Linked DNA regions of Mus musculus: all the other regions are linked to region 7. A link is a contact called in public Hi-C, HiChIP or PLAC-seq, Micro-C and promoter capture Hi-C data. All regions are on one chromosome and are shown on one strand. Each heading gives the region's core, a stretch centred on a gene start, on an enhancer-like site or on the middle of the called end of the contact. The rest is flanking DNA. Distances are from core to core; before and after follow the strand shown.

Evidence for each region. Hi-C and Micro-C count contacts between places; a contact is called where the count stands out from the background. HiChIP or PLAC-seq counts read pairs in DNA pulled down with a chosen protein or histone mark. Capture Hi-C pulls out chosen DNA fragments and counts their contacts.
Region 1: a contact with region 7 is called in a Hi-C map of embryonic stem cells, with 2.8 times the contacts expected there. The contact joins the promoter of Palm3 here to the promoter of Cacna1a in region 7. A contact is called at or near these places in 4 of 39 promoter capture datasets (the 3T3-L1 cell line, hippocampal neurons, liver and 1 more), 1 of 484 Hi-C or Micro-C datasets (embryonic stem cells) and 1 of 115 datasets of contacts at active chromatin or transcription factors (embryonic stem cells).
Region 2: a Micro-C map of embryonic stem cells shows a contact between it and region 7, with 2.2 times the contacts expected there. The contact joins the promoter of Samd1 here to the promoter of Cacna1a in region 7. A contact is called at or near these places in 1 of 39 promoter capture datasets (hippocampal neurons), 2 of 484 Hi-C or Micro-C datasets (both in embryonic stem cells) and 1 of 115 datasets of contacts at active chromatin or transcription factors (embryonic stem cells).
Region 3: a promoter capture Hi-C map of pancreatic islet shows a contact between it and region 7. The contact joins the promoter of Dnase2a here to the promoter of Cacna1a in region 7. A contact is called at or near these places in 1 of 115 datasets of contacts at active chromatin or transcription factors (bone marrow-derived macrophages) and 1 of 9 other capture datasets (pancreatic islet).
Region 4: a contact with region 7 is called in a promoter capture Hi-C map of adipose tissue. The contact joins the promoter of Nacc1 here to the promoter of Cacna1a in region 7. A contact is called at or near these places in 1 of 484 Hi-C or Micro-C datasets (embryonic stem cells), 1 of 115 datasets of contacts at active chromatin or transcription factors (embryonic stem cells) and 1 of 9 other capture datasets (adipose tissue).
Region 5: a Micro-C map of embryonic stem cells shows a contact between it and region 7, with 2.4 times the contacts expected there. The contact joins the promoter of Dcaf15 here to the promoter of Cacna1a in region 7. A contact is called at or near these places in 1 of 39 promoter capture datasets (hippocampal neurons) and 1 of 484 Hi-C or Micro-C datasets (embryonic stem cells).
Region 6: a contact with region 7 is called in an H3K4me3 HiChIP or PLAC-seq map of stem cell-derived neural progenitor cells, with 2.7 times the contacts expected there. The contact joins the promoter of Il27ra here to the promoter of Cacna1a in region 7. A contact is called at or near these places in 7 of 39 promoter capture datasets (HPC-7-derived erythroid cells, the SN4741 cell line, cranial neural crest and 4 more) and 2 of 115 datasets of contacts at active chromatin or transcription factors (embryonic stem cells and stem cell-derived neural progenitor cells).

Annotation. Positions count from the first base shown.
Region 1 is chr8:84,019,616-84,022,793 of GRCm38.p6, forward strand. Palm3 (paralemmin 3) reads left to right here and starts at 1,859. Exons shown (of 7, transcript NM_028877.1): 1 at 1,859-1,913. The coding sequence starts at 1,873.
Region 2 is chr8:83,995,862-83,999,006 of GRCm38.p6, forward strand. Samd1 (sterile alpha motif domain containing 1) reads left to right here and starts at 1,655. Exons shown (of 5, transcript NM_001081415.2): 1 at 1,655-2,704; 2 at 3,082-3,145. The coding sequence starts at 1,811. Prkaca (protein kinase, cAMP dependent, catalytic, alpha) reads left to right here. Exons shown (of 10, transcript NM_008854.5): 10 at 1-583.
Region 3 is chr8:84,907,458-84,910,268 of GRCm38.p6, forward strand. Dnase2a (deoxyribonuclease II alpha) reads left to right here and starts at 1,298. Exons shown (of 6, transcript NM_010062.4): 1 at 1,298-1,413; 2 at 1,528-1,705; 3 at 1,800-1,878; 4 at 2,069-2,233; 5 at 2,315-2,512. The coding sequence starts at 1,319.
Region 4 is chr8:84,686,557-84,689,498 of GRCm38.p6, forward strand. Nacc1 (nucleus accumbens associated 1, BEN and BTB (POZ) domain containing) reads right to left here and starts at 1,306. Exons shown (of 6, transcript NM_025788.3): 1 at 1,119-1,306. Trmt1 (tRNA methyltransferase 1) reads left to right here and starts at 2,691. Exons shown (of 17, transcript NM_001164559.1): 1 at 2,691-2,793.
Region 5 is chr8:84,103,273-84,106,099 of GRCm38.p6, forward strand. It overlaps Dcaf15 (DDB1 and CUL4 associated factor 15), which reads right to left and starts at 1,525. Exons shown (of 13, transcript NM_001357322.1): 1 at 1,345-1,525. The coding sequence starts at 1,476.
Region 6 is chr8:84,040,957-84,044,121 of GRCm38.p6, forward strand. Il27ra (interleukin 27 receptor, alpha) reads right to left here and starts at 1,619. Exons shown (of 14, transcript NM_016671.3): 1 at 1,494-1,619; 2 at 1,131-1,248; 3 at 1-133. The coding sequence starts at 1,578. Rln3 (relaxin 3) reads right to left here. Exons shown (of 2, transcript NM_173184.1): 2 at 2,111-2,375. The coding sequence ends at 2,137.
Region 7 is chr8:84,414,040-84,417,083 of GRCm38.p6, forward strand. It overlaps Cacna1a (calcium channel, voltage-dependent, P/Q type, alpha 1A subunit), which reads left to right and starts at 1,325. Exons shown (of 47, transcript NM_007578.3): 1 at 1,325-1,904. The coding sequence starts at 1,606.

The DNA of each region.
Region 1 (3,178 bases), core at 609-3,108, 390 kb before region 7:
ATATGCTAATTGCCACAAATGGAAAATGCTGTTAAAAAAAAAAAGCATGCAAAGCCTCTGGAACGATACCTCAGTCCAGAGTTCCTGCTATATAAGCATGAGGGCCTGGGTTTGGCTCTCAGCACCTACGGAAAAAAAGTCCGTGGGAGCTCCTGTCCCTCAGCCCAGCACTGTGAAGACAGAGGCAGGTGTGTTCCCAAGCCTTAGTGGCCAGTGAGCTAGCCAAGTGAGGAAGCCTCTGATTCAATGAGAGGCCCTATCTCAGCAAATACGGTGGTGACTGACACCAGCAATTGCGTCCGTGTGCACAGGACTAGGACACGTGGGTATAGACATTAAACAGGGCAGGGGTGTGGCTCAGTGCTGAGGACCTGCCTACCAGGTTCAACTCCAGCACACATACAAATATGTATTCATATATGCACACATATATGTCCTCTTGTCGTAGAAATATGTTTTCAGAATAATCTAGAAGCTTAAATTCAACTTCCCCCGCCCCCGTTCTAGGGATTGAATCTAGGGCCTTATGTATGCCAAGCAAGCTCTCTACCACAAAACCACATGTCCAACACCCCATTCCCCACCCACTTAGTTCTAGACAATTTATTACTAAGTTTCCTAGACTGGTTTTTAACTCACTTTGTAACCCAAGGGAGGCTTAACCTTGCCATTCTCCTACCTGAACCTTCCTGGAAGTGGGATTCCAAGTCAGGTGACCTACTTGATTCAGGTTCAATCAAACCTTCATATATATATGTATATATATTTGGCTCTGTTTTTGTTGAGACAGGGTTTTTCTGTATAGCCTTAACTGTCCTGGAACTCACTCTGTATTCCAGGCTGGCCTGGAACTCAGAAATCCACCTACCTCTGCCTCCTAAGTGCTGGGATCAAAGGCATGCGCCACCACCGCCAGGCAAATCTTTAGATTCTTAAGAGTCTGTACTAGACTGTGGAACATAGGCCATTCCAGCCCTTGAGGACAGCCCCAATCCAGTATGGTGGAGCCTGTGCTTCCAGGAGAGACACTCAACTTTACGTGCCAAAAGTGGCCCATGGAGCCCTGAAGCGGTCAGGAGAGGAGAGGCCTAGATGTGGGTAAGTTTACCACTCGGTGTGGTGGGGGAAGGGGTCCTTGCTCAGAGCAAGGTCCTCTGAAGCACCTAGCTGAGACAGACAAGGGCTGATCTCTTTCAAGACAAAGATCAAACCTGGTCTGGTTGTGGAGGTCTGTAATGACAGAGTTCAAAGGAAAGACATCCTCGGTAGTGAATTGGAGGCCATTTCCCTATCGTTTATTTCTACCCCCACCCTTAAACATTAAATAGCACAACAGGGTCTTCTGACCTGCAGGCCAATTGAAGTTATTCTCCCATTTCCCAGCGGGGCAAACTGAAGCCTTGAAACCTGAGGCAAATTGTCCACAGTGACCCACATCCTGGGCTTCTTGGTTGCCATGGTCTCCGAAAGCCGGGTCAGAGAGCTCTCCCTACAGCATGCTCCAAGGTCCTAGAAGGGAGAGCCAATGACTCTGGGCTTTTAGTAAAACTTTCCTGTGTGAGTGCCCAACGCAGGCGCGTGTTCCCCAGCGGCCGCGGGTCAGTGCTTGGCTGCTGTCCCCCACCTGCTGGAGCACCGGCGTGGCTGCGTGTATATGAACTGGGAGGCAGCCTAGCGCAGCGTGGAGGCCGGAGGCTGGTAAATAATTCATCCTGAGAAGTTGATAGCGCTCCCCAGCACTGCCCCAGCCCCAACCGGGCCGCGCCTCCCGCCCAAACCAGCTGGACCTGCTCTCCTGCTCCGCCCCACAGCCCCCTCCCATCAACCAAGGCCCAGTCTGGGGCCTTTGGCTCACACCTCTGCTGGGCAGTGATGGCTCTGCAGACCCCGGTGTTGTCTCCGGCCACACCCACGTAAGTGTCTGGGGTGGGGGCGGGAGGGCGGGGTGGAAAGGCTGGGGTAGGGGGCACCGGCCTGGCCTAAGAGCCCCAGTTGGCCTTTCTAAGGAGCCGAGGGGAGCACGAGGGGACGTGGTGGCCAAACCTGGGACCCATTCAGAGCCAAGCCTCTAGAGAGCTAGGCCTACTGCAGAGTTAGGGGACAAAGGGTGTCAGGATCCAAGAATGTGCATCCAAGTGTAATCCTGGTCACCAACCCTCTCAAGAATGCAGCGAGGAAATGCTAGAGATTCCAGGGAGAAAGGCGCGCCCCAACCTCCAAAGATTGGCAAAGTCTTAGGCAACAATGGCCACCCCTCCGCTCCTTGTCAGCAGCAACTCGATTATGGCTGAGGCACGACCTTGGAGTTAAGAGATGAGCGACGTGTGGGGAGTTCACCTTAGCTGAGGCTCTTTCAAAGTGAGAGAGGTTTGGTTCAGTCGCCAGCTTTTGCCTAGTATGGGATTATCCACCCTTAGTTAGGGAATGATGGGTAGAGGGGTTCCAAGAGATTATAGAAACTTCTAGAAAGAGGGCTTCCCTCCAGTATGGACCCCAATTCTGTCCTTTACTCTCTGTGCCCTCCATTGCATTATTCACCAAGTACAAACCTGGTTGCTTAGCAATGGGAACCCGATCCTCCCCCCCCCCAAGGAAGAGTTAGGGAGATAGCATCTTAGGAGTGGGACAGCTGAGGGGGACTTCAGCCCTCCCCCAAGGACAGAGTGATGAACAGGAGTCTAGACTTCCCTAGGGACATCTGTCAGGCAACCTTCAGCCCTTGCCCTAGTCGAAATCCCCTCCTCTAGGAGGGTCTCTGGCCTCCTATGTGTATCCAAATGAAGGTCCTTAGAGCCCCTGAACCCTGCACTGTGTGTTGCCAACACTGAGGGAGAAGTCCTTCGTGTCCTCATTCACCCTCCTGACTTCAGACAATCTCATGCTGTGTGTGTGTGTGTGTGTGTGTGTGTGTGTGAATGCATTTGTGTGTGTGTGAGTGAATGTGTAGAAGAGTGATAACTGTGAGTGTGAATGTGTGTGGGTAGATGTGTGTGTTCTGTGGATGTAACTGTGTGTATATAAGAGTGTGTGGTTGCATGTTTGTATGTCTTCTGTGAATGTGTGTGTGTACATATGAGAGGTGTGGGTGCATGCATGTGTATGTGTATGAGTGTATGTGTGTGTGTATGAAAGTGTGTGAGTACATGTGTTGTGTGTGTCCTCTGTGAGTGTGTGTGTC
Region 2 (3,145 bases), core at 405-2,904, 420 kb before region 7:
AGTGGGGTTTTTTTTTTTTTTCATTTAAATTAAGTTCCACCAGTGCCTCCCACCCTCCAAACTGTCCCACCCTCCCCAAACACCCTCCTCACTCCCTAAATCCATTCTGATGAGACCCGGGTAGCCAACTGACCCTGTCAAGGAAGGAACTGGGCTTGGAATCTCGCCCTGAGCTGCTAGCCTCCCGGCCCCCCTTTCCAGTGGTCTCATGCCAATTGTCCTGTGCATCAGCCCCCTTAAGAAGCCTCCCCCATCCTGGGCGCCTCGCTTCTAGCTTAGCTGTCAGCTGTCCATCACCTCTTGCCGTGCGTCCCCACTCACTGCAACCCCAAGTCTGATTGTGCTTTTTCTCTCAATAGAAAGGTGGGGAGCTGCTGGGGAAATTACCCCATTTATCCCTGTGTTTATCCCTCTCGTAACTTCTCCCAAAAAGGAGGAGCTCTCAGGCCTGGGTGGGGGCCCCGGGTGGACGAGGGGGTCGTTCAACCTGTGTGCTTCGAAGGATGAGACTTCCTCTTGAACAGTGTGCTGTTGTAAACATATTTGAAAACTATTACCAATAAAGTTTTGTTTTAAAATAAAAGTGTCGCTGGTTTTCCCGACTTCGATCACACCCTTGGGGTGTTGGAAAGGGAATTTCGAACCTCAATGTCCAGGTTCTGGAGACCCCGGCCTCGGGACCTTGGAGAAACCAGGTTTGGCTGGAATTCCTGTACTTCCTCCGCCTGGCCAGAGAAAGGAGGGGTGGGGTGGGCAAACTGTCCTTTGACCCTGAGTTCGGGGCCCTCAAATCTGCTCCCACCCCTACTTCGGTCTAGTCCGGGACAGAGAGGGCACTGGAGAGGGCCACTCGGACCGGTTCGGCCAAACAGCAGCAGGATTAGCAGGGTAGGAGAAAAGGGGAGCCCCGCGCGCCCCCAAGCCCTCATGTAGGCGCGGCAGGGCCGCTGGTGAGGTCTCCGCGGCTTCCCAGGAGCGAGGCGCGTCCGGCCGCGGCGCGGCTAGTTCCCGGTAAGTGCGGTCCCGAGAGCGCTGAGCGCGGAGAGGCGTGGAGAGGGGGCTGGGCGCCGAGGACGTCTGGGTCCCGCGCCCAATGGCTGGAGGGCGGCCGAACGCCGCCCGCGCGCCCCGCCCGCCCCTGTCCCCTCCCCCCTGGGCTCCCCTCCCCCTCCCCCGCCCGCCGCGCTCCCCGCCCCCGCTCCGGCGCCAACTCCGCGGCGCCTCCTTAAAAAGCGCGCGGGAGTTGTAAGGGGGGGCCGGAGCGAGCCGGAGTGAGCTAGAGCGACGGGTACACGGGGCGGGCGGGGGCCCGGGCTCCACCTTAAAAGCGGGCGCGTGGGGGTGGGAGGGAGCGAGGAAGGCGGGCAGCGGGGGAGGGCGAGCAGGAAGGGGGGCCGGAGTGTCCCGGGCGCAGGGCGCGCGTGCGGCGGCGGCGGGGAGGGGCCGGCCGCGCCGCGCTCCCCTCCTCCCTCCTCGCATCCCCGGCCCCGCGCGCGCCCAGCAGAAGCGGGGCTGTTGTGTGCGTGCGTGCGAGTGAGTGAGTGTGTGCATATTTTTTTCCTCTTTTCTTTCTCTCTCACTATTTTTTTTTCTGTCTCTCTCGCGCGCTCTCCTCTCTCTCGCTTTTTTTTTTTTTTTTTTTTTTTTTTTTTTGCGAAGAAACAGCAGCGCCGCCGCCGCTCCGCCGAGGCGCTGCGCCCCCCGGGGGGAGGCGGAGGAGGCGGGCAGCGGCGGAGGGAGGGGAGCGGGGAGGGGGCGCCGCGCTGGGAGGGAGGCAGCGCGCACCGTGCAGCCGGGCCGGGCGGGAGGCATGGCGGGGCCCCCGGCCCTACCCCCGCCGGAGACGGCGGCGGCCGCCACCACGGCGGCCGCCGCCTCGTCGTCCGCCGCTTCCCCGCACTACCAAGAGTGGATTCTGGACACCATCGACTCGCTGCGCTCGCGCAAGGCGCGGCCGGACCTGGAGCGCATCTGCCGGATGGTGCGGCGGCGGCACGGCCCGGAGCCGGAGCGCACGCGCGCGGAGCTCGAGAAACTGATCCAGCAGCGCGCCGTGCTCCGGGTCAGCTACAAGGGGAGCATCTCGTACCGCAACGCGGCGCGCGTCCAGCCGCCCCGCCGCGGAGCCACCCCACCCGCCCCGCCGCGCGTCCCCCGCGGGGGCCCCGCCGCGCCGCCGCCCACGCCCGCCCCGCCGCCCGCGCCCGTCGCCGCCCCGACCCGGGCGCCCCGCGCGGCCGCCGCCACAGCGCCCCCTTCTCCCGGCCCCGCGCAGCCGGGTCCCCGGGCGCAGCGGGCCGCGCCCCTGGCCGCGCCGCCACCAGCGCCCGCCGCGCCCCCGGCCGCGGCGCCCCCAGCCGGCCCGCGCCGTGCACCGCCGCCCGCCGTCGCCGCCCGGGAGCCGCCGGCGCCGCCACAGCAGCAGCAGCCGCCACCGCCGCAGCCACAGCCGCCGCCGGAGGGGGGCGCGGCGCGGGCGGGCGGCCCGGCGCGGCCCGTGAGCCTGCGGGAAGTCGTGCGCTACCTCGGGGGCAGTGGCGGCGCCAGCGGCCGCCTCACTCGCGGCCGCGTGCAGGGGCTGCTGGAAGAGGAAGCGGCGCGAGGCCGTCTGGAGCGCACCCGCCTGGGAGCGCTCGCGCTACCCCGCGGAGACAGGCCGGGACGGGCGCCGCCGGCCGCTAGCGCACGCGCGGCGCGGAGCAAGGTGAGCGCACCGGGCAGGTGCGGGCGAAGTTGGCGGGGACCAGAGTCCCGGGAGGGAGCGGGACGTCAGGTGGCCGGGATTCGCCCACGGTCCCCGTGGACTCCGAACGCGGTGGTCTTGGTCAGTGATCTGATCTGCGGGAGCCTCAGTTTCCTCGGCTGTAAACGTGGATTGCTGACAGTAGCGACCCCTGGGGGTAGTTGAACGAGTTTAGTAAGACTTGGCTATTGAGGGCTTTATTAACCCAGAACCTGGCACGGAAACGACAGCACAGCGTAAAAGTTACTCCGTGTTGTTGTCAAAGGTGGCGTCGGACACTGGATTTCATCTGGGACTAGAAGAGCTCTAACTCTGCCTGCTTCTTTCTCTGGCCCCAGAGAGGTGGAGAAGAACGGGTGTTTGAGAAAGAAGAGGAAGATGAGGATGAAGACGAGGAGGAGG
Region 3 (2,811 bases), core at 48-2,547, 490 kb after region 7:
ACTTATGGGTGTCTGCACAGCCTACATCTGATACATGCAAACTGGCATAGGCACACACACACAGATACACATTTAAAAAAAGGTAAAAGCTGGAGACTGGCTCATATTTATAATCCCAGCATCCTTCAGGAAGCTGAGCAAAAGTTGAGAGTTCCAGGCTAACCTGAGCTACAATGAGATCCTGTCTTAAAAAAAAGAGAAGGGCCGATAAGATGACTCAGCCTTTAAGGGTGCTTGCTCTCAAGCTCGCTGCCCTGAGTTTGACCTCCAAATCCCATCTGGTGAAAGGAGAAGCTCCCACACACTGTCCTGTCCTCCACTTGCATGCTGTGCCATGTGCTCGTGCATTTACACGTACGTACGACGTGCATGAGCACCCCTGTGATTTGAACACTTGGACGGTAAAGACAGGAAGATCAGGAGTTCAAGGGTAAGCCACAGTGTTAAGAGGTCAGAGAAGGGGGGGGAGGGGACCAGGAAAAATTGTTGCATTGTTGCAAGCTTTAAAATTGCTGCATTCTTTAAAATTGCTGCATGCGGGCTGGTGAGATGGCTCAGTGGGTAAGAGCACCCGACTGCTCTTCCGAAGGTCTGAAGTTCAAATCCCAGCAACCACATGGTGGCTCACAACCACCCGTAATGAGATCTGATGCCCTCTTCTGGTGTATCTGAAGACAACTACAGTGTACTTACATATAATAAATAAATAAATCTTTAAAAACAAATTGCTGCATGCTTTTAAAAAGCCTTCCAGAAGCAGAGGCCGGGGCAGGCAGATATCAGGGAGTTCCAGGCCAGCCAGGGGCACATAATGAGATCCTGTCTAAAAAAACAGAACGGGGGAAAGGAAAGAATTGGACCGGTCCAGGCACACAAGTGATGCACAAACATACATGTAGGCAAGACCATCCAAAAAGTTAAAAGAGTTGTAGAGCAGTAATGGAAAAGAAATAGAAAGACAGATTTGTTCCTAATTCAGAACCTGAATAAAAAACAAAACAAAAAAGCCCCAGAACTTGGAGCGCCTTAGAAGTCACGTGACAGCCAATGCCCAAGGGAGAGGCGTGTCCACGGATGAAGCCTATCCGGAGCTGAGTCGGCCAGAAGCGGGAGGACGGGGCGGGGAGGACATTGGAGGAGGCGGGGTCCGCTTGTGGGACAACTTCATAGGAAGCCCCGCCTCCGTATTGGGCCTGGCGGGCTTCGTCTCCACCCTCGCGAAGCCGGGACACAGATCTCTTCGGTTTTTAGGGGAAGTTCATCTGAATCTCGTGACCCGGCTGTCCCCGGGTCTTTTAGAGTCCATTGCTGTCGCCTCATGGCAACACTGAGATCGCTGCTGCTGGCTGCGCTGCTGTGGGTCCCTGCCGAAGCCCTGAGCTGCTATGGGGACTCCGGGCAGCCTGTGGATTGGTGAGTAAGTAGTCGCGGGACTGTCCCCCGCACACTGCCTGGGGACCGGCGCGGGAATCCAAAAAACCTCAGATTCCTTCTCTCCCCCAACCTCATGTCTTCACGGACCTCCAGGTTCGTGGTATACAAGCTGCCGGCTCACAGCGGGTCTAGGGATACTCCAAAGGGACTGACGTATAAATACATGGACCAGAACTCCGACGGTTGGCAAGACGGTGTAGGGTACATCAACAGCTCGGAGGGAGCCGTGGGCCGCAGCTTGCAGCCATTGTACCGAAAGAACTCCAGCCAGGTGACTTGAGTGCCGTCGGAACCCGGGCCGGGACACTGTGGTGGGTCTCGCGGGGAAGGGAGGGTAGTTACATAGCCTCTGTGCATTCTCCTAGCTGGCCTTTCTACTCTACAACGACCAACCTCCTAAATCCAGCTCAGCTCGGGACTCTACCGGCCATGGGCATACGAAGGGTGAGAGGCTTGGACTGGTGGTCGTGGAGCCTCCCTGAATTGTAAATTTTACCCTTACTAACCTTTGGCCTGATGAAGGGTGGGGATTTGCCCTGTCACTGGCCTCCGTTTCCCGCTCTAAGACCCCAGCCATCTGAGGCCCCGTACCTGCTTGCAGGTGAGCTAGCTTGACCTCTTCCTTCTGGTTCAGGTGTCCTGCTCCTGGACCAAGAAGGGGGCTTCTGGCTGGTCCACAGTGTGCCTCGCTTCCCACCCCCTGCGTCCTCTGGTGCATACACCTGGCCTCCTAATGCTCAAACCTTCGGCCAGACCCTACTCTGTGTGTCCCTCCCGTTCACTCAGTTTGCAAGGATTGGTGAGTTGAATCACTGAGAAGCCAAGCCTCAAACTCCTCTGAGGAACCAGTCTCACACGGCTCCCTCGCCTTGTCTTCTAGGCAAGCAGCTAACCTACACCTATCCCCTTGTCTATGACCACAAGCTGGAAGGCTTCTTCGCTCAGAAATTACCTGACCTAGAGACGGTGATCAAGAACCAACATGTCCTCCATGAGCCCTGGAATAGCAGTGTAATACTCACTTCCCAAGCTGGGGCCACCTTCCAGAGCTTTGCCAAATTTGGAAAATTTGGAGATGGTAAGCCTTGATGTTGAGGGGTGGGGGGAGGGCACTTTCGTTGTAGAAGGGGGTCCCTAGTATCCCTAGGCCTGCGGGCAACACATTTAGAGCCCAGATGTCTTTGGGAGTCATATTACAATAATAACTATGAGCAGTAAACAGCCAGCAGACGGGTTGGGCGGGTGATACATATCTGTGACCTCAGCACTGTGGGGGCGGAGATGGAAGCTTGAAGTCAGCCAAGACCTAGGTTCAAATGTTGGTTTCTGGATGTGTAATATACAATACAACCTGAGCCTGTTTGCTCACCTGAAAAA
Region 4 (2,942 bases), core at 56-2,555, 270 kb after region 7:
GACAGAATTCAGGCCCAGGCAGCAGGTTGGGCCTGGAAAGCTAGGGCGTATTGCAACGCTGTGAGGGCTCATCTTCTAGACTGGAGCCCCCAGGTTCCGGCGCCAGAAGGCTGAGAACGATTTCAGGACTCTAGAATAATCAGGTAATGTCTGCTGGGCTGCCTCCATAGTGGGTGGGGTAGGGCGGTGGGTTGAGTAGGGGCCATACACACCGAAAACAAGATGTTTGAACTAGGTATCCGGTGCAGCCCACGCTAACTCCCATCCAGCCGCTGGCCTGTCCTTGTTAGCAGTTGGCCAAGGTGTCAGAGAAGAGGCGTGGGAAAGAGGAACCCCCCCCCCCCGGTTCTGACCCTAAGCAAACATACGGAGATGTGTGTGTGTGGGGGGGGCAGATCCCTTAGCTCACACCAGGTTTTCCTAACCTGCTCCCCACATCCTAAACCATAGGCCCTGGGCCGCCTGCAAACTCCCAACACGCCCAGCCTTACCTGATGCCCTCCCGTCGGAGTTTACCCGCACATCTCTAGTCTCTGACCTCGTGCGACCCCCTGCAAATATCTTAGGGCTCTCTCCAATCCGCCCCCACTCGAGCAAGCTCCGCCCACCCCCCCCCAAGTCTAACTTCCCGGGCTTTTCCTCACCTCCCCCCAAGGCCTGTAACCTGACCCGCCCACCCCCTTCCCCAGCGCCCTCTACCTGCAAGCTCCGGCCCTCCCGCACCCCTCCAGGCCTTTTCCCTCGGGCGGCGCAGCCCTCCGCCCTCCCACCCCCCGCCAGCCCGAGGCCTCCCCTCCCCCCTCCAGCCTCGCCTGCCGGCTCCACGCGATTACCCCCTCCGGCCCTGAGACTTCAAGGATCCCGCGACCCGCGCCTCCCCCGAGCGGCCTTCAAGCCCTGCGGGCCGGGCCCGCGGGCTGGACGCTGTAGGCCGCCAGCTGAGATTCGGCCATCTCACTCTTGCCCTCCCGCCGCTGTCAGCGCCGCGGGCTCGGCTTCTGGTTCGCAGCAGGGCGCCCGGAGGCCTCGCCTCTCGGCCCTCCGCCGGAACCTCTGATGTCCTCGGGCCGCCCCGGGCGGGAGGAGGCCGGAATTGGGCCTGGGGCGGGCCATCTCACCTGCGCTGTGGCCGCGCTCCGGGGCCTCCCGGCGGGCTCCGCAGCGGCAGCTGGGGCCGGGCCTGGGCCCGGGGCGCGCCTCCCTGCGCCTCGGCCTCGGCCTCCGCCTCTGCGGCCTCCGCGGCCTCCGCCTCAGCAGCAGTGGTAGCCGCGGCGGCCATTCATTGTGGGCCAGGCCGCCCCAGCCGAGCGCCGAGGAAGCGCACGGCGCTGCCGGCAGGGAGGAAAACTGCCTCGGCCCCGCCCCTTAGGCAAGCTTAGCCGCGCTTCGAGCGCTTCGGTTCTCACCAGCTCCTCTTTCCTCCCGGGTCTCGGTTCTGTAGACGGGCTAAGTTGAGTGACTGCGGGACAGGTTGCTCTGTATCTTGGAGCTTCAGTTTCTTGTAAAATGAGAACAACTGTTGTTCCAGGAACAGTTTAGGCTCTTTGTGGAAATGAGGTTTCATGGAGCTGAGCTGAGTAAACTATCAAGATCACAGGAAAGTGAATACGAAGATTTAAACTTAGGTTCAAGAGGTTAATAAAGTGAAAACTCAGGATGCTTATGCGATGTGAAGTTCTGTTAGCATTTTGCACTAACTCAGATAATTATACGTCTTATAACTAATGTTAGAGAGGCCTGACTACTTTTTGGATGGGTAGCAGAGTCAAGAACAGAAGAGTGCGGACTGGATTAAGAGTGTCTACTGGCCGGGCAATGGTGGCACACACCTTTAATCCCAGCACTTGGAAGGCAGAGGCAGGATTTCTGAGTTCGAGGCCAGCCTGGTCTACAGAGTGAGTTCCAGGACAGCCAGGGCTACACAGAGAAACCCTGTCTCAAAAAAATTAAGAGTGTGTACTGCTCTTGTTGAATAGAGTTCAGTTCCCAGCAGTCATGTCAGATGGCTACAGTTCTAGAAACTATCACCTTTTTGCTCTTTGAGGACTTACACACAACTGCACACATACACAAAAATAACAAAAAAATAAAATTTTGAAACAAAATAAGTACCGTTGGGCCTGGTAGAAATGCCTGAAATCTCACCATATGAGAGACTGAGGCAGGAAACTCTAATCTGCCCTGGGCTATATAACTCCAGGACAACCTGGATTAAGAGTGCCCTCTACCCCCAATTAACAGATAACATATAGCAAGGCAAGCTAAGATAACTCTCACATCCCGGATCTCCATATTTTCCTGATGCATACATTAGGCCAACACTCAGTCTGAGTGGCTCCTTTGCACACTTCCCAGGCATTCGGTTATTTAATCTTTGCCCTTGACAGCTAAGATTCCTATTTAACAGGTAAGGGAAATAGGAGCCTTACATTTTAATTAACTTGCCCAGAGTACGTGGTGGGACTGAGATTCAAAGACAGTGAATACTATTCTAGAGCCTGAGTTAACCTACAAGGTGCACACAGAAGACATCTAAAGGTGCAGAGTGCCTCCGCTTTTTGCCCTGAATTAAACTAGTGAAACTCCCTTGTAGAAGAGTTGTATTATTAAGAATCACTGGTGTAGTGTAGCCTGCGCACTTCCTTCCCTAGAAGAGTCTTGACCCTGGTCGCCCACTGTAGGTAATGTCTCTAATTGGTCAGTTATTGTCATGTGATTGGCCCGCCCTCTTTGCCAACATGGCGGCTCCCAGGCCCTAATGCGAGAAGCATGCACCGTGACTCGTTGGATCCTGTGAGCGGAAGGGAGACGCTTGTCCGGGTGGGTGGGTGGGTGGGTGGGTGTGTGGGTGTGGTGGGAAACCTGAGCCGAAGAGAGAAGTTTGTCCGGGTGTGTGTGTTGGGAAATCTGAGCCGCGGGCCTTAGCCTCTGTTGGGTCCAGT
Region 5 (2,827 bases), core at 275-2,774, 310 kb before region 7:
AAGGATCCCTCACTGGGACAACTGACTCCTTCCTGAAAACTGACGCATGAGACTAGGATGTGGGGCCATGCATTTATCTGCCTGCTCCCAATTAGCCCACAAGGGGACCCATCTCTCTCTTGATAATGTAGTTACTGTGCAGACTACAACTCACAGTAGAGGCGAGGACAGCTTGCAGGAGTCTCTATGTCCTCTCACTGCGTGGCTCCTGGGGATCTCACACATTATTAGGTTTGGTGGCAAGAGCCTATACCTATAGAGCCTCCGAACCAAAAGCTCCCAGTATTCCCAATGCTCCAATCCATTATTAAGAAAACCCCTTTCTTAATTAACTGCCAATCAACTGTCACACCCTAAAACATCACCAAGGAAGGATCTGAGGAAACAGGCATAAAGCTGACCACTGGGGAGCTATTCTGGCCCGCCTTCAAAAGATAGCCATCTAGTGGGAAAGAAGGCCTGGCACCTTGCCCCTAGTTCATCTCGACCCATGAAGGGAATGGCTTTGTCAGACAAGCCTTCCTGAGAGGATATAACCCTTGCCCAGGGAGTGTCTAGGCTAAGGGCAGAGCCACAGCCTTGCTTAGGGAGCACCAGGAAAAAGCACAGTTCGCCCTTACCCAGTTCCCAACTTCCTGTGCACATAGACAATCTTGCTCCACAGCTGCCCACCTAACATTATTCACATCCCTGTCCTTTCAGGTGTCCTCTGACAAGGGAGACAGAGCCCTAAGTGGCTTCCACTTTGAGAAGACCTGGCCCTACTCTGGAAACATTCCTCCATTCAATGAGTGAGGCAGACCTAGGTACAAGCACTAGATATAGAGATGGTCAGAGCTTGGACAGACAGGGAGCATCCAACAGAGGCTGCCCATTGTCGGTAGCAGGGGCTCTTCAGGGGTTTGGGGGGGTAGCTCCAACAAGGGGCAGTGCTTTGAAAAATCGGTCTAAACCAAGGTCTCCCCTTCCTCCAGATTCCTCGGACAGCTTCTACAGTAACCCGCCCATCAGCCTCCATCCCCGGTCTTTCCTCCATGATTCTCCCCGGCCTCCGCCACCCAAGCCCCTTCCTTCTTCACTGATCTCGCCTAGCAGCCTTCATTCAAGGCCCCCTGCAGGTGACCCGCCTCACTGGCTGCACACAAGTCACCAACCTTCGCCAGCCCAGCCCGCGCCTCAGCACCAGCCTCCACACCGCCAAACCCATCCCCATCCCCACCGCCCGGCCCGCCCAGCCCCCTCCCGGCCCCGCCCCCCACCTCGCCGCGCCGCCCTCCCTCCGCCGCCTCCCGCGTCCCCTCCTCCTCACAACCGGGCGCGCTCGCCTCAGACGCCAGGCCTCACCTTGACTCGCTCCAGCTGCTTGAGAACGTGTTCCCGCCGCCGCCCCACCGCCCGCTTCCCCCCGGTCCCCCCAGGGCCTCCGCCGGCGCTCCCGGCCCCGCTGTTCCGCTCCGATTTCGAGCTGGGCGCCATTTTCACCCCCTCCCTCCACTTCCGGAGCAACCGGTCCCTTAGCCCCGCCCCTGGCACTTTCTGATTGGCCTTTTCTCCTTACTGCGGCCGGCCGGTTGGGTGACAGCCGGCATTCCTTGTCGCTTCCCGCTACGCTTGTCCATCAAAGCTATCTTGGTTTTTGGTTGGTAAAGATGGTAACAGCTCCCGCCTTATTCCCGCCCTTCATTAAAGATAAACCACTCAGAAACCACTTTGGCGCTCCTCGGCCAAAAAACTTCAACTGAATAGGCGAAGATTTCTGTCAGGCTTGACATTGTCACGCCCCTGAGTGGGTTTCCGTGGAAACCACTGGCCGTCCAGCGGCCTGTGGGCGGGGCTATGGGAACCTGTGGTCCATAAGGGCCAGAATCTCCAGCCCTGGCTCTGGCTCAGGCTGGGAGGGCCGAGGCCTGAGGAGCATCCCTGGGCAGCTAGGGAGGAGACCAGGAAAAGGCGGTGGGGAAAAAAATGGCTCGTTTTAAAACATCTTCCAGGCCGGGCGTGATGGTTCACGCCTTTCCAGCACTTACGAGGCAGAGGCAAGTGGATCTCTTTGAGTTTGAGGCCAGCCTGAGTGAGTTCTAGGATAGCCAGGGCTACACAGAGAGACTCTTGTCTCAGAAAAACAAACAAAGAAACAAAACAAAGCATCTTCCGGACGACGATGACGATGATAGCATCAGACAGATATCATGCTGTTTTTAAAAAAATTAATTTCCATGGGTCAGGCGTGGTTCTGAGTTTGCACCTCCTGTGGAAGGCCTGTTAAGCCTATCATACTAATTAATAATGGTAATAAATATTACGGGACATGACAGCTTCATGCACCAGTTTTGCCTACATTCACTCAATCTCTGCAATGGTCCTTTATTTTACACGTGGAACAGGCATAAAGTGAACTCCCCTGAAGACATGGCACTTGTGTACCCAGACTGCTGGCTGCTCTTTTTACAGCCACATTCGGTTTATTGAGAACCCAGCTAACAGGACAGGTCATAAACAAGGAAATGAGTACCTGTCCTTGAATTCCAGGTATGGGTAGAAAGGCAGTTGGATGCAAAGTAGCTTTGTGAAGCGGGGGAGGAGGAATATTCCAGCAAAGACAAAGGTTTCTGGAGAGGTTCAAGACTAACCTGCCATGATGTATGGATTAGTGATGGGGACACTGCTGAGAGACTTACTAGGTGATCTCTTCTTTATGCAAAGACTGGAGGGCTCACTAGCAGCCCCCCTCCCCCCAGCATGAGGAGAAAATATGACCATGCATGTGCAGACCCAGCCTCAGCTGAATCATAGACTAGTGGACCCAGAGCAGGAGGGAAAGGAAGAG
Region 6 (3,165 bases), core at 369-2,868, 370 kb before region 7:
AGAGGACCACAGAGGCCGTCCCTTTTGTGTCCCCCAGATGAGGAGTTTGTCAGCCATGGTGAACTGTTCCCGGGGAATGGTCACCCAACTCTGTTTGGAAGGCACCTTCACCTCCCAGACTCTATTGGGATGGCTGTGAGGAGAGATTGGGAAGAGATGCTCGTTGGCACAGCCTAAGCCCCAGGCTAAGCTTCCAGCCCTGCACCAACTTCATGCCTCACCCTGCTCTGCTTGGGGTCTGAATCCCTTGCTCTTAAGTCAACACCGTGACCTGAGGAGAGTGACTTAACCTCTCTGTTCTTCTTTAAAATGTATGCAGTACACCTACTTTCTGAAAGAACTCAACAGTGGGCCGGGTGACTGACAGTTTACACCCGACAGTTCACAGCTGTCATCCCAGCACACAGGAGACGAAAGCAGGATTGTTAGAGGCCAGCTTCACAGGGTAAGACCCTGTCTCAGAAAACATGCTGTTCCCCGGGGCTCCTCCCAAGGTGCTTTTTCTTTGTCCTTTACTTAGCGCAATTGAAATGAAGTTTCCAGATACACTCTCCCCTGGACCCTGAACCCCAAACCATACCAGAACCAGCTATTGTTGTTGTGATTACAAGCGCTACACTGACTTTTTTTTTTTTTTGAGACAGTTTCTTACAGCCCACGCTGATCTCAAACTTGTTGTGAAGCTGAGGTCGCTCTTGAACTCCTGATTTTCTTGCCTCCATCTTCCAAGAGCTGTGTTTGCAGGTGTGTGTCACCATGCTGCTTAGAGTGAACTCAGAAATTCAAGTTACCTGCCCGATGTCGTACAACAACGATATTAACCTGCTTTCTAGTGCTCAGCAGTTTTTCTTTGCCATGTGCCTACCGTGCTGATGGGCAGAATCAATCATGGCAGGCCTGTGCCGTCATTACTGTGGGGGTGGGGGTGGGGGTTGAGAGAGGGAAAGTGGTCAGACCTGAGTTATGCCATAAGGGAATGAGTGGGCTAGCCTGAGGGTTGTGAGAGTGTGGACCGAATTCTCAGTAGCCGGACTGAGGGGCGGGCGGTGATCCTCTTAACAAAATTCGCTTGAAATCTGAGTGACCACTTTCCGTCCTCAGTTTCCCCTAGACCACTCCAGGGTACTCACTATTTCTGACTCTGGTGATACAGCACAGGTGGAGTCTCCAGGTCGCCCAAAGGTTCCCAGGAGCAGTTCAGGATTCCCAGGGGACCGACGCTGTAGCACTGCAGTGGACCTGGACTGCCTGCAGGGGCGCAGAGAGCCGAGAGGACCGTGGTCAAGTTCCCCGGGGCCTGAACTTGCTGGACTGTGGATGCGTCCATCCTCTGGTACAGTGGTAGTGCAGTACCGGAGCGCAGGGCCTGGCACGTGCTGGGATGGCGCAGAGGGAGTCCCGGGCCCCTTTCCGACCTGCTACATCCTGTTGTCGCCCAGTTCCCGATGCCCTACAACTGTGACCCCGAGCCAGCCACTCACGAAGCTGCTCACCGTGGGGCCGCGTCCCGAGCAGCAGCGACATCAGCGACAGCAGAAGCTCCAACGGCGTGAGGCGTGCAACCCGGAGCCGGTTCATGGCTCCCAGGGACAAGTGACACCACCAGGCTTGGGGCTTACAGCCTGCGGGAAGGAAGCCACCCCGCCCCTGGCGGGAAGTCCCCAAATCCGCCCACCCCCAGCAATGATACGCACGCGTGCAAATGCTCAGAACTGAACCTTTATTTTATGTGGTGAGGAAGTCTGAGTACTGAGGACCAGGGGCTCTGTTTTGGGGTGGGGGGGAGGTTAGCCAGGGACAGTGGCGACAATTAGGGCCGGACTGAGGGTGGAGGTGGGGCAGACTCTAGTGTAGCCAGTTTAAGAAGATGGGCATCTGGTTGCTGCTGGGCTGCTGGGGGTGAGGTTGTGGCACGGAAGAACTCAGCCATGAAAAACAAGTTTCTGTTTGGCTGGATAGAGGAGGGGCCGGCAGCAAGGTGGGGAAAGGTTGGCAAGTAGTGTATGCATCTTGGCAGAGGGTCTGTAAGGAGACAGTGGACCCCTTGGTGCCTCGCCTGTAGGAATGCTCTTGAACATCGCACAGCTGACAGCAGCTTGCAGGCACGGCCCGCTTCTCCATTGCTCAACCCTGATCCTAGCACAAGCTGCTAATTTGGCTCTTGCTACAGCCCCACTCGCAGCAACTGCTGGAAAGGCCAGCCAACACATCTCTGCTGCCCCGAACCACTCCAGGTGACCCTTGCCAGCTGGCTCGACCACCGTAGAAAGCCTGGGGGGATTTGGTTAGGGCCAGCCACTCGCTGGAGCCCACCGCTTCATCCAGCTCGCTGGCCAGGTGGTCTGTATTGGCTTCTCCATCAGCGAAGAAGTCCCCTGCAAAAGCAAAGAGGAAGAATCAGGGCTTAGCCCACTTACATCTCCAGTCTGGAGGATCAAGGTTGCGGTTCTGAGTTTGATTTCATCCCCTCGAGGGTTCAAATGCTGGCTCTGTTGTCAGTTTCAGTGCTAAGCTGGACTTTCCTGTCACTGAGTTCATGCGATTCTTTATTTAATGTGGACGGCGTAGATGAAAATATGCATTTGGGAGCTAGGCTCCCTAAATCAGAATAGTAAATGACATTACTTCCGTCTCCCTCCTAGGCTCAGTTTTCTTTTCCACAAAGCAGGGGAGGGGGAGGGGAGATAATAATAACTTCTACTTTTTTTTTTTTTGGCTTTGTCAGGAGTATCAGACTGGATGCCCGCAAAAGCACAATACTATGGGATACATGAGGAGCACTCAAGTGAACACTGATCATTTATTGACCGTCTTGTTTGCTTTACCGAATTCACTTCTTCCAGCCTCTCAGTGACAGCTACTGAGTTTGCTGCTGTTGCCACCTACTTACTATTCACTAATTGGGACCCTGGCTCCTCATCAGGCTTGTGTGAGGACACAGCCATTTAGCCATAGAGCTACTGTTTTGAGGCAGGCACACTCCTAACCTGCGCATGCATCCATCTGTCTGTCCATCATTCACCACCCACACATCTCTCTTTCATCATCATCTTCTTCCTCCTCCTCCACTCCGTTTTTTGGTTTTGCGATTTTTTTTTTTTTGAGACAGGGTCTTAGGCTGTCCTTGAGTTCATGACCATCCTGCCTCAGCTTCCCAGAGTGTTG
Region 7 (3,044 bases), core at 75-2,574:
TCCTGGGAGCTCACACGGGGGCTGCCACCAGGATCTCCTATACATTAGCTTGGATTGGCCCCCTGGGACCCACAGCCTTCCTAGAAGTGCCCCAAACCATTCTTCTAGCTCATAAAAACTGTCTTCTGCTCAACAGACCCACATTTGTTCAGCGTCGGCCACCCGCACCAAGTCTCCAGACCAAACCCTCTGGTCTTTTAAGTTTCTTCCTTCCTGTTGGGCACGCCTCGTTCTAGGCAGCGACGCGGACCTCGGGTGGCAAGCAAGGTCCCTTGTGCCGGAGGACTCTGTCCCGACTTCCCCCTGCGCGCCTGGCCGCGCCTGCTCTCGCGCTGGTGATTGGTTGCGCGTGTCGCCGGGTGGGTCTTGCTCTAGGGCGCAGGGCCGCGATCTAGCCCCGGCTCCCGGCCGGGCAGCTCCCTCCTCGCACCCCGCACCTCTTCTTTCAGCGGAGCTGGGGGGAAGGGAGGGAGGCACCCGGGGGTGGGATGCTGCCAGGCTCTGCCGCAGCCCGAACCTCTGCCGAGCGGCGCGCACCGCCCTCCCTCGCTCGTTCGCTCGCTCTCTCGCCTCCTTCCCCCCGTGGGGAATTTTCAAGACTGCGCTGCTGCAATTTCCCCCCGGCCGAGGCTGCGCCGCGCCTGGCTGCGCGCACACACGCTTCCGCGCGCAGAGGAGCCGGCGGCTGCTGAATCAGGAGGAAAACAGATCGGCTTTTTTTCAAAGCCGGGGACCAGCGGCTCCCTGAAGCCTCCGAGCCCCGCCGCGCCCCTGCGCCCCGCTCCTCCGCCCTCTGCTCTCCAGTCGGGTTGAATTTGGGGGAGGGGCTGCAGCGTTTTCAGGAATTTTCTATTCTTTCCAGGTCTAGGAAAGTCAGCAAAACAGACGGACAAATCCTTCGCTGCCACCCTCTTCCTATAGCAAAGACCTGGTTTTGTTTTTTTGTTATTTAATTCTTTTCTTTTTATTTTATTTTATTTTTTTACTAATGGGCCGAGCCCACGCCTTTAGCAAGATGCCAAGCTGACCCGGACCTCGGAGGAATTTGAAGCCAGTCTCTGCGTCCAAGGGAGGGGGGACGTCCTTCGTTTAGACTTCGCGTTTTAAAGGGGGTGTGCATTGGAGCGTTGCTTTAAAAAAAAAAAAAGCTGATCTTTTTACACTATTTTTTTTAACTGATTTTTTTTTAACTGAAAAAAATTTTTTTTCTTCTTCTCCGGAGTGGGTGGCCGGGGATCGCCTGGATCGCGTCCCCGGTTATTTTTGCCGCGCCCCTCCCCCGCGCCCCGCCCCCGCGCCCTCCCCCGCACCCCTCCTCCCGCCCGGGGTCACCGCCTCTGCCGGCATGTCCCGAGCCGCGCTCCCCGGCTCGGCCGGGCCGTCCCGCTCGTGAGCCCCCCGAGCTGAGGCCGGGCGCCGCCGCCCGATGGGCTGGGCCGTGGAGCGTCTCCGCAGTCGCAGGTGCAGCCGCCGTCCCCACAGCCCGGCCAGCCTGAGCAGCGGCGGCGGTGGTGGTGGTGGTGGTGGCGGTGGCCGTGGCTTCCGCAGCGCTCGCCGCAGCAACAGCAGCCGCCGCGTAACCCGAGGCCCTTTGCTCTTTGCAGAATGGCCCGCTTTGGAGACGAGATGCCGGGCCGCTACGGCGCAGGCGGAGGAGGCTCAGGGCCGGCCGCCGGGGTGGTCGTGGGCGCCGCGGGCGGCCGAGGAGCCGGGGGCAGCCGGCAGGGCGGGCAGCCCGGAGCGCAGAGGATGTACAAGCAGTCGATGGCGCAGAGAGCGCGGACCATGGCCCTCTACAACCCCATCCCTGTCCGCCAGAACTGCCTCACGGTCAACCGCTCCCTGTTCCTCTTCAGTGAAGACAACGTGGTGAGAAAATACGCCAAAAAGATCACTGAATGGCCATATCCTTTTGCCCCAGCCCGAGCGGCTGCGCCTCCCCTCCTCCTCTTCTTCCTCCTCTTCTTCTTCCTCCTCCTCCTCCTTTTCCTCCTCCTCTTTTTTCCTCTGCGGGGCTGGGAAAGAGACCTGGGGGCTGATGGGAGCTGGGGGGCTTCTCGGCGGATAGGGGCTGGAGATGGGGGCCCGGTAGCTGAGGGAGGCAGCCTCCAGGCCTGCTGGGCTGCCGCTGCAGAGTGAGCCTGCGAGTAGTTAGGAGGCTTGGGACTGGGGGAGTGAGTGGTTCCTTGTGAAGACCGAAGGTCTGGATCCTGGGTCGGGTCGCGCGGGGACACTGATGGGGGCTCTTCTGATGGGGTCTGACTTCTGATGGAGCCCTAGCTGGGCCAGTGCTTGGACGATTTGGGTTACAGGGTAAGAGAACCCATACATGTCTCCCTCAAATCCTTCGGAATAGTACCCCGATCTCTCAACCCTGGCCTTCCACCCAAGGTGGGATCCTCAGGCCTAGGGTATAGGATACCATGTGGCCTGGCCGTAGAGAAGCCATCCCTCAGTTAGTGGCTCTGGGTGGGCCACCAGCTGCATCTGGGGACTGGTTTTTTTTTTTTTAGTGGTTTGAGGGACACATCATCAGAAGCCCTGTGTGCAACTTCCATTCTCTCCTGTCACAGATCAGAACCCCTTCAGCGTTATTTTTTGGGGTGTAAAGAAACATAATGCCATCCATCTGGTGAGGCCCATGGCCTGGGAAGATTTGAGGTGTGTTGTTTCAGTATGAGGGAAGGCTGAAGGAAGGAAAAGAAGTGGGGACCCTTTGGAGGGCTTTTTGTGGGCTTGGGTTTAGCTTCTCATACACTGGGGACCTGGGTAGGAACACCAGGAGGGTCAGCCTCCATATAGACATCTTGGGCAGGTAGGCAATCCCCCTTCCATGAAAGACCCAGAGAAAAATGGCAAAAAGCCGTTTTTCCTCTGCGGAGACTGATTGCACACACAGTGCCCCTGATTCCATGAAGTCCTCATTTGCTTCCCATAAACCTGGAAGAGGACATGCTTAGCATCTGGGGAGATGCAGGCAGGCGCGGGTGGGTAGAGTTGAGGTTTCTCTGCCGTCTAAGCATGACCCAGATTCCTGGTGTGGG